Regions from separate parts of the Mus musculus genome. Here regions 1 and 2 are each linked to region 3. The links are chromatin contacts, called in public Micro-C and promoter capture Hi-C maps. All regions are on one chromosome and are shown on one strand. Each heading gives the region's core, a stretch centred on a gene start, on an enhancer-like site or on the middle of the called end of the contact. The rest is flanking DNA. Distances are from core to core; before and after follow the strand shown. Region 1 holds the start of Tkt (transketolase). Region 2 has its middle 17 kb from the start of Tkt. Region 3 holds the start of Sfmbt1 (Scm-like with four mbt domains 1).

Region 1 (3,216 bases), core at 63-2,562, 170 kb after region 3:
ACCCTCTATCATAGGCAGCAATCTAAAGCCAAGACAGATAACAGGTCCAAAGTATGCATGGGAAGTTGGGTGGCAAAGGGTTCCCAGTTCAAACCTTCTGAGGACATCCCGTCTTAAAAGCACAAGGGCTAAGTAAGGAGGAACCCACGGTAAAAGGCAAGAGAAATGCACTCCTTTAATAATATGTTCTGTATGGAACTGGCCAAAATCCAGAATCCTGGTCTTTGTTCTAAGCTCACAGTTTGTCTGGGTTCCTAAAATCTCCCTCCCCAGAACCCCAAACCATTCCAAGAAGCCCAGATCTCTCTGTCTCAAGGTCTCATACCAGGCCCAATGGAGACCTTAGAATTTCTTGAAACCACCCAGTGTGCAAACACCGTTAGCCCAGAACTTCCTATTTCGCGTGGGCCTCGCCCCTTCTTTCTACAAGCTCCCTTCTCCCCAGACTCGCACTCCAACCTCCTTGCTCGGGTCTAAGCCTCTCTTGGTGTTGCATCGTCACCTCCCTGCCCCCACCCTGGAGTCTTCAGCAGCACCGGGACCCCAGCCCACACATAGCAGGAGAGGCAAGAAGTGTCGAGGAGGGGAGCGTGGTTAGAGATGCAGAGAAGGGTGGGCCCCCAGTCTACTGCAAAATGGTGGGCTCTACACACATTCTCTGCCTACATTGCAAGGGCTGAAATTCCAGCTCTCACTGTGACTTTGGACAACTGATATAAAGCCGGAATCTCAGTTTCCCCATCTGCAAACCAGTGGAACCAACATGCTGGTGGAGAGCTGGAGCCCACACGTGCTCAGGTTTCTCCCGCCAGCAGTCATGGTGGCCTCCGGGTTGCAGCCGCAGAGCGAGGAGGCGCGCCCGGGCGCAGCGAGAACCGGGAAGCCCGGGCCGGCTGGAGGTGCTCGCGAGACCTGAGGCCCACGCGGTCGAACCCGGCCGCTCCGGAGCAGCGGAAGGCTCCGCCATCTGACCGCGCCCTCGTGGCGACATCGTGCTACGCGACACGGAGCCAGGGAGGCCGCGGGACCCGGCTCCCAGCCCCGCCAGAAGCGCGCGCTCACCCTGAGCCTGCCGCGGTGGTGGCCTGGATGGAGCTGATGCGCAGGCGATTGGCTGTGTCCTTCAGGGCCTGGAGCTTCTGCTGATCTGGCTTATGGTAACCTTCCATGGCGTGGTAGGACGAGGACGAGGACGAGGACGAGAACGCTGAGGACAGAGACACAGAGCCAGCAGCGGCTCAGGAAGCGACCAGCAGTGACCGAGGACGGGTGCTGCGGGCGGGCGCGTTAAGACTCCTTAGGACCCGCCCATGGGGGGCGGGGCGGAGGTGGGGCGGGGCGCCGAATCACCCCAGGCCGACGAGTGGCCTCTGGCCACGCCCCGCATTTAGTGGACTCTCGGAAGTCGCCAGGCCTGGGGGCTCTCTCCCAGCACAGTGCCCTGTTGGAATTAATCACACACAAACAGTAGCAACAAAGTAACTTCGCCACTATTCCTGGTTCTAAGCATGGCTCAGAGTTCCGCGGCTGACTTGGGTAGGACTGAGAAGAGAGATACTAATCAGTAATTGCACTTTTCTAAGGAAAAGGTTGAGGCTTGGCAAGGTTAGATTGAGATTACAGGGTTGGTGGGTAGCGCTGCAGCAGATTATCCTCAGTCCAAAAAGATCCCAGACATGAGAATAAATATACACTGCCAGAAACGGTAATACTGAGAAGTTACTAGGAGTATGCTGGTCTCAGACTACTAGAGCCAACGGACAAGAGTGGATTCAGAGAGATTACTGGGTTTGCCTCTGTAGAGACAGTTAGCACCTACTGCTCTTACCAGATCTGGTGGAGCTGAGAGGACTGAGCAGCTGTAACAGAAAGCGTTGCCTTCACAGTCTCGTTGGATCTGTCTCATTGGATCCATGACACACACTCGGGTCAATACCGTTTCCAGAGGCGGAGGTTGTTGCAATTTACAGAGAGGATATAAAGGCAAGCCTGTGAGTGGGTGCTGGGCAGAGGCAGAGGAAGGCACCAGTACAGCTTTGGTCCAGGTCCTCTCTGTGTCCTCCACAGAGCTCAAACTCAGAGTCATGAGACAATGGGCCCTGTGCAAGTGAGCACCCCTCCCCCAAGCGCTCCCTGCCTGGCCTGTTTCCCAGGTGTCCCAGTGAGACTGCCAGTGTGGTTTGTTACAGCCCCTGGCTTCTGCTGGCTCTGCCCAAAGAGGCTGGCCCTCCTAGTGCCTGACTGCCAAGGGCTGGACCTGGGACTGGAGTGTTGTGGTCTCGGAGTGTTCCACTATCAGATCCTTGGCAAGGCAAGTGCCACCTCTGTCCTCTGCTCACCAACAGGTCAAGGAGGCAAACAAACCTCAGAAGCCTTTGGGCCTTCCAACCCCATGGACCTGAGGGCAGTGATTATTAGTCCAGTTCTTCATTTCTCCACCTGTCCAATGACACTGATGTTAACTTCCTCTTCCTCCTCCTCCTCCTCCCCCTCCTTCCCTTCTTCTTCTTCTCCTCCTCCTCCTCCTTCCTCTTCCTTGTTCTCTTCTTCTCCCTCCTCCTCCCCCCTCCTCCTCCCCTTCTTCTTCTTCTCCTCCTCCTCCTTCCTCTTCCTTGTTCTCTTCTTCTCCCTTCTCCTCCCCCCTCCTCCTCCACCTCTTCTTCACAGTGGAAAATTATAATCTATTTGGGAATGGAAACATAAGCTAGAGAGGTATATGTTTTTATTTCTGAATGTTCATTTCTATATATCTGAATGTCCTTTTTAAAATTATAAAATAGTTACAACATTTCTCTCCTCCTTTTCCTCCCTCCAATCCCTTCCATACATCCATCCTTGCTCTCTTTCAACTCTACACAAAGATCTACAGGCAACTAAGGAATCCTGAGAGTGGGAGAAGTAGTCTTCTCCCAGAAAGAGCATACCAAGTGGTTACCCAATACCAAATGGTCAACCTTGAAAACATACACACCAGTAACTTTCTACAGACTGAGTGGGTTATAGTTAGTAATATATATATATATATATATATATATATATACATATATATATATATATATATATATATATATATATATATATATATATATATATATATACATATATATATATATATGTGTGTGTGTGCATATACATGCACACACACACACACACACATATACATATATATATATGCATGTGATAACAGTAAAAAAAATGCTAACTGCTATGTACCCA
Region 2 (3,136 bases), core at 596-3,095, 180 kb after region 3:
AGGTCAAGTGTTGGAATGACTCTTTACACGTGTGTTGTGGCCTGGACACACATGCATAAATAAATGTAATTTTAAAACTCACATGTGGGGAGCTGGTGAGATGGCTCAGTGGGTAAGAGCATCCAACTGCTCTTCTGAAGGTCTGGAGTTCAAATCCCAGCAACCACTTGGTGGCTCACAACCATCTGTAACAAGATCTGACGCCCTCTTCTGGAGTGTCTGAAGATAGCTACAGTGTACTTAAATAAATCTTAAAAAAAAAAACCTCACATGTGTTTACAATTGTGTGTGCATGCATATGTGTGTATGTGCATGTTAATAGTCATATGTGCCTGTATGCGTGTGTGTGTGTGCATGTTTGTTCATGTTTATGTGTGTGCATGTGTGACTGTGGTCAGTTGAAAGAGCTAAGTTAGCTAGTCTGTAGTTCCCAGTTATGCAATGAAACACTAACTCAGGTGTGGCCGTGCTGGTATTTTGTAGATGTGGTTATACCCCGGACGCTCCGGTGACTCACAAGAGAGGATAGATAGGAAAAAGTTTCTCTGTGAAGAAGAGCTTCAGTGCTGAGAGTCCCGCAGTCTGACGTGGTTCCAACTTGCTGGCCTCCAGGTGGATGGGCCCACTCTCTGAATAAATCTCGCAGTGCCCATTTACTGTAGGGCCTATATTTGGGACAGGGTCTTTTTTTTGTGGGGGGTGGGTGGGGTGTTTGAGACAGGGTTTCTCTGTGTATCCCTGGCTGTCCTGGAACTCACTCTGTAGACCAGGCTGGCTCAGAAATCCGCCTGCTTCTGCCTTCCCAGTGCTGGGATTAAAGGCGTGCGCCACCATGCCCAGTGGGACAGGGTCTTGTTACAGATCCTAGGCTATCCTTGAACGCTTAATCCTCCTGCCTCAGCCTCCTAAATGCTGGGATTAGAAACCTGTGTTCCACTGGGCAGTGGTGGCGCATGCCTTTAGTCCCAGCACTTGGGAGGCAGAGGCAGGCGGATTTCTGAGTTCAAGGCCTGCCTGGTCTACAGAGTGAGTTCCGGGACAGCCAGGGATACACAGAGAAACCCTGTCTCAAAAAACAAACAAACAAAAAAACAACAACAACAAAAAAAAAAAAAGAAGAAGAAGAAAGAAAAAAACCTTCATTCCCAAGCTATCCCTTTTCTTTCTGCCCCTGGATTAATCCTGGTACAGAAAAAGAAAGATCAATCATCTGCCATCTGTTTCCCACTGGGTAAACTTTTTCAGGGCTTTCATGCTTTACTCACACACGCATGCGCACACATGTGTTGCTTGCAGCTAGCACCTTGTTTCAGTGAGAGAGGGCTGCTCCAGGCAGAACCTCACATGTCCAGACTGTGGCTGGCCCTCTGAGTCATCCCGTAAGCCCATCCCAGCACTGCTGTCCTTGAACATACAGCAAAGGTGCCAAGTCATCGTACCTTGTAATTTCCGAAGTCAAGTCTTGCCTGGCAAGTATGAAGATCTCTCTCTCCCTACCCTGCCCCTAAGAGCCCTGTGAGTAACTCCACTCATGCCCAGCCCAGCCGTGTATAGGATGGCCCCTGAGCAGAGCCCACAGAGGCTGCCCACCCTCCACCTGGGGAGTGCTGGCATTAAAGGTGTGTGCCACCACTTACCGGCTATTTTTTCCTTTTCTTTGGTGTAGAGATTTGTGTAGCCCAGGCTAGCCTTGAACTCTCTATATAACCTTGAACCCTGAACACTGGTTATTAACTTCTTGTTTGCACCTTCTCTCTTCTGGGACCACAAGTGTGTCACATGTGCCTTGTTTATGTAGTGCAGAGATTGACCACAGGGCTTCCTGTATGCTAAGTGAGCACTCAACCAATGGGCAGCCCCCAGCACCCTGATGGATAGCTCTGCAGCTATGATGTGGACACAGTTCTGTAACTTGTTCCAGGACTGGTCGTTTCATTCTTGGCTAGCTCAGTAGGCCCCGTTATCTCAACGACAGTATGCGTCTTCATCTCTAAATGACAAGAGGGAAAATGATCCTTTGAACCTATCCATTGACCTATCAGGCAGCACAGCTGCAGTCATTTAAAAATACAATTATTCCAGAGATCTAGAGGTCCTCTCCATGTCTCACAAACCCCCAAAGAGAAAAGGGTAGGCTCTTCTACCCCACCCGGTCTAGCTGGGTGAACTTGAAGTGAATACATCTTTATTCATGTCACTTCCCAGGAACTAACACAGGTCTGGCCCTCTCCATGGAGCATGATAGGTTAATATGCATGCATGGGTATCCAGTGTTATAAAGCACAGAATGGCTGTCATTCCAGTCTTTCAGGGGAAGAGAATGACAAGCGGCCTATGGGCATGTGGCCTTGGCTTCTCCCACTTGCTTGCCCACTGATCCTTTGCATTCTCCAAGGCAGAGCCTGGGAAAGCCCTGGCGATCAAAGGTGCCGAGTTTCCAGCCACCACAGCACAATGCCCATTATTAAAGACTCTAAAGTCCTCCAGGAGAATTAATTAATAATCTCAACGCCTTGGGCTGGAGCCAGTTTTTCACTGTGCTTCTGGGCACGAGCCCAGGTTAGTTTGGGTGATTAGAGCCTCGGAACCTGGTTTGGGGCTGGGGTGGGGTGGAGCTCATTGCTAACATTCCTTCCCTGAAAGAGACTTAAAGCAACATCTACTCCTCCTCGCAAGGTCCCAATGACAAACGGAGGTCAGATGAGCCTAGGTGAGGAGTTACTTACAGGGCTGTGGCGACTCTTCTCCCGGTGCACACAGAAGCTGCACTCAGGGCTATGGCGGGCGACTCTTCTCCCGGTGCACACAGAAGCTGCACTCAGGGCTATGCGGGCAACTCTTCTCCTAGTGCACACAGAAGCTGCACTCAGGGCTATGGCGGGCAACTCTTCTCCTGGTGCACACAGAAGCAGCATTCGGGAGGGATGAGGGCTTCCCTGTAGCTGTGTGCATGGAGCCCTGCCCTAGTTTCCCCAGACCTGTCCCCAAGCTCCATCTCCTCTCCCCAGGCTAAATGCAGCCTCGGCAGGTGCCAGAGAGCATCTGGATACTGTTTCCCTGGGCCAGGTGGGGCGAAGAAGAAACGTTAACAAGCCCAACCAGGATCAATTTTGCAAGGTGGGGATACAGTGAACCC
Region 3 (3,330 bases), core at 87-2,586:
TCACAAGACACACACCACTTGGGGCCAGTAACTGCTGTGAGTGACCCGCGGGGAAGAGCGCCCACCAAGTTAAAAAAAAAAAAAAAGCCCTACAGGACGCGTCCCACCCCACTGCACCGCAAGCTCTAAAGATGACCTGGCTTTGACAGCTTAGTTTGAGACCCCACGCGAACAGCTGGCATCTCGGGGGGGAAACTTAACACGACGTCTATCCTTTCCGCGGGAATTTATCCCGAGTCTCACAAGGCTTTTCTGCTCCGCAAAGAGCAGGCCTTGCTTCCCAGGACACAGGGCTCGCCCCTCCAGCGTCTTTACAGCGAACAAAACAAGACTTGGGAACAGAAAACGAAACGGTCACGGACCTGCCGAGCGGCCTCAGGACGCTCCCCAGATCCGCGCAGGGGGTCGGGCGGCGGTGCCTCCCCAGGCGAAGCGCCTGAGAGGCCGGAGCCACCGGTTGCGGTGGAGGCTCAGACTCGGCCACCGCGCTTGCTGTCGCCGCCGCCGCTGCTGCTGCTGCCGCTGCCGCCGCCGCCTAGGCCCTGAGAAGTTGAGCGGCCGCGCGGGCTGCGGGTTCGCGCCCCGCCCGGAGCGAGCCCGGGGGGGCGGGTCCGCGGGGGCTCGGCGGGAGGCCGCTCGATGGGGGCAGGGGACCGGAGCCTGCAAGTTGGGAGCCCGCTACCGCCACCCGGCCACTTTGGCCTCTCGCGCCCAGCTGGGCTGACGCGCGCCGCTCGCCCGTTCTCCCTCTCTCTCTCTCTCTCCCGGCGCCGCCGGCCTCCGCCGCGTCCGCGAGGTGCCCGGGCGCGTCCCCGCAGCCCCCGCCGGCCGACGCGCCGAGCCTCGGGACCGCGCCAGGCCGCGCGCGCGGGCGCCGCGTCCCCCCACCCACTCCAGTCGTCCCCCCCGCCCAACGCGCCGCCGCCGCCCGTTGGCGCCTCAGATCGCGCGCTCGCTGCCCGCTGGCTCCCGGCGCTTCCCGCTGGCAAAGTTGCTGGGCCTCTTTGGGAGGGCGCCGCACCACCCCTCAGGCCGCCGCGCGGGAAGGCCCAGCCGGCCGCCCCGCTTTTTTTACCTGACGGGAGTTTTCGCGCGCGCGCTTGCTCGCTCTCCCCGCTCGCTCGCACGCCCGCCCGCTCGCTCGGTTTTCTTTCTTTCCTTCTTGGCGCTCGCCCGCGCGGGGCGCCTTTTCCGCTCGCGCTGCTCGCGCCCTCCTTCCTGCTGAGCCCGGCAGAGCGGGGCGGCCGGCAGCTCTCCCCGCCCCCCTGCACCCGCGCTCCGGCGGAGGCGGCGGCGGCGGCGCTCCGCGCTCCGACTCATTCCAATATGGCACGGACGCAAGGCGCATGCGCCCGCGGCCCCCCCACTCCCTCCCCCAGCTCCGCGGTCCTCCCTCCCGGCAACCCGCGCCCCTCGCTTCGCGCGCGTGGCACTCCCGACCCGGCCTCCCCAAGCCCACCGGCTCGCGGAGCTGGAGCTGCACGGGAGACGACGCGTCCGCGGGCCCGGGTCCATAACCCGCCGCTTTGCTCGCGTCCCCCTGTCCGCACCTCGCCGAAAGACACCCGCGAGGCCGTGGCGCTGGGCGTCGCGGCGTGAGCCTCTGATCCCCGACGGCGCCATGGACGGAGAACGGCTTGGAGACGGCGTCCTCGGGCTCCGGAGGCGCGTCCTGGCCTTGCTTGGGATTCTGGAAAGAAAGACCTCACCTCGGGCTTCTGGACAGAGCGGCTCGGGACCCCGCGAAGTCCCTGATCCATCCGTCCCTGGCGAAGCGCGCCACTGTAGCCCGCACGTGACCACCTCGAGCAAGATGGTATTAGCAGAGAGGCAGCAGTTCTGCAGGTCCCCAAGGGGCGCATACCGTGGCCGAGGGAGCTGCGCCCGCCCGCCGGACCACGTCGGGAATCCTACACGTTCTTTGAGATCTAGCAGGGCACTCTAGTGCTCGTCTACCGAGTCCGACTCGAACGCCTCTACGTACCTCATGTCCAGGCTCAGTAAATGAGTTGTCCTGCCGCAAAGGGGCACAGGTTGACCTAAGAGCTTCAGGAGAAGCTCAAAAATGCTGTGAATCAGCCTCGAATCGGAAGGTGCCCACAGGCAGTTACGTTCGGCTACTCAACCCTTCTTCAGCGAGCACAGGTGTCAATAGGAAGCACACCCACCTGCTCCAGAAAGTTCCCTCAGAAGAAAATCCCAGCGCCTGTGGGATCCCGGAGTGCCAATGAGACCAGACTCTCCAGCCTAAGATGGCCTCAGTCAGGGGCTCCTACTCAAGGAAGACTCCTTTCTTTTAGAGAAGAGGAGGCGAGACACACACACACACACACACACACACACACACACACACACACACACACACGAAGGTCTTGGGATGCTCCCATTAGCATCTTTCTCATGTTTTTGGGCAACCTTGGGAAATATGCACATTACAAACGCCAGATGATTTTTTTCTTTTTGTAAGTGTAAGCACCATTGAAAAGACAAAGTAACAAGAAAAAAAAATAAAGAAGAATATAAAAGGATATTCAATTATTGCTACACAATTTGAGCTCCCACCCACCCCCTCCCAACACCCCCCCCGCCCCGGCCAAAAACAAAAAACAAACAAACAAACAAACAAAAAAACCCTTCTTCATAGATACATGCTTGCAAGCACACATTTTCATTTATTTGCTACTATGACTAACATTTTTTGTTTGCATGGTCGTTTTTAAGGTATATAGTTCCTGCTTGTGTATTTTATTACATTGCAGTTGTCTGCTAACACATCCATGCGGTCCACAGATGAGCTGAGTTTCTAGGAATGGGAAAGTTTTTAGGTAGAAAGCTGTGAATGGCCCTCTCTTGCCCCAGTTCTTTCACCAGCAAGGAAGAGTGTAAGGAATTGAATGCACATTCCTAAACACTGAGGGACAACTTTTCTCCCCTACATTGAATGATGCCTAGTTTAAGGTGACCTTATTTGGCACTTCTTGGATGACTAAACATTCAAAATTTCCCCATTTGCTATCTGTATTTCCCCTTCTGTACATAACCTGTTGTTCATATCTATTGTCTCGAGTTGAATCTCTTCTAACTTAAAAAAAAAAAGTTTTTTTTTTCTTTTAAGGATCTTTCACTTTTGTTATTGAAGGGAATGTTGCCCCTGTCTGATGTTCTTTTTTGCTTTAGTTTACAGTTCATCTGTCATTCTAGTCCTCTGGGTGTTGGTTGTTTGTTTACTTGTTTTTGTTTTTGTTTTCATTGTTGAATGCCAACAAAGTGAGCTTTCATGCACCTGTCTACTGGTATAATTTCTTTGCATATTTTATTATTCTAAGATCA

What was found. Hi-C and Micro-C count contacts between places; a contact is called where the count stands out from the background. Capture Hi-C pulls out chosen DNA fragments and counts their contacts.
Region 1: a contact with region 3 is called in a promoter capture Hi-C map of liver. The contact joins the promoter of Tkt here to the promoter of Sfmbt1 in region 3. A contact is called at or near these places in 4 of 39 promoter capture datasets (cranial neural crest, liver, pre-B cells and 1 more), 6 of 484 Hi-C or Micro-C datasets (CD4 T cells, the G1E-ER4 cell line, embryonic stem cells and 1 more), 7 of 115 datasets of contacts at active chromatin or transcription factors (bone marrow-derived macrophages, effector CD8 T cells, embryonic stem cells and 3 more) and 4 of 9 other capture datasets (adipose tissue, liver, macrophages and 1 more).
Region 2: a Micro-C map of embryonic stem cells shows a contact between it and region 3, with 3 times the contacts expected there. The contact joins the enhancer-like site here to the promoter of Sfmbt1 in region 3. A contact is called at or near these places in 7 of 484 Hi-C or Micro-C datasets (CD4 T cells, the G1E-ER4 cell line, embryonic stem cells and 1 more), 9 of 115 datasets of contacts at active chromatin or transcription factors (bone marrow-derived macrophages, effector CD8 T cells, embryonic stem cells and 5 more) and 4 of 9 other capture datasets (adipose tissue, liver, macrophages and 1 more).

Annotation. Positions count from the first base shown.
Region 1 is chr14:30,547,227-30,550,442 of GRCm38.p6, reverse strand. Tkt (transketolase) reads right to left here and starts at 1,312. Exons shown (of 14, transcript NM_009388.6): 1 at 1,063-1,312. The coding sequence starts at 1,169.
Region 2 is chr14:30,530,315-30,533,450 of GRCm38.p6, reverse strand. No RefSeq gene overlaps it. Among named protein-coding and RNA genes, the nearest start is that of Tkt, 17 kb to the left of the region's middle. Within about 2 kb of position 1,845, at least 51 of the 459 cell types and tissues checked have an H3K27ac peak or open chromatin away from gene starts, as enhancers often do. A contact at or near this core is called in bone marrow-derived macrophages, embryonic stem cells, pancreatic cancer cells and 1 more, where this site is marked.
Region 3 is chr14:30,713,621-30,716,950 of GRCm38.p6, reverse strand. It overlaps Sfmbt1 (Scm-like with four mbt domains 1), which reads right to left and starts at 1,336. Exons shown (of 21, transcript NM_001166532.1): 1 at 1,076-1,336.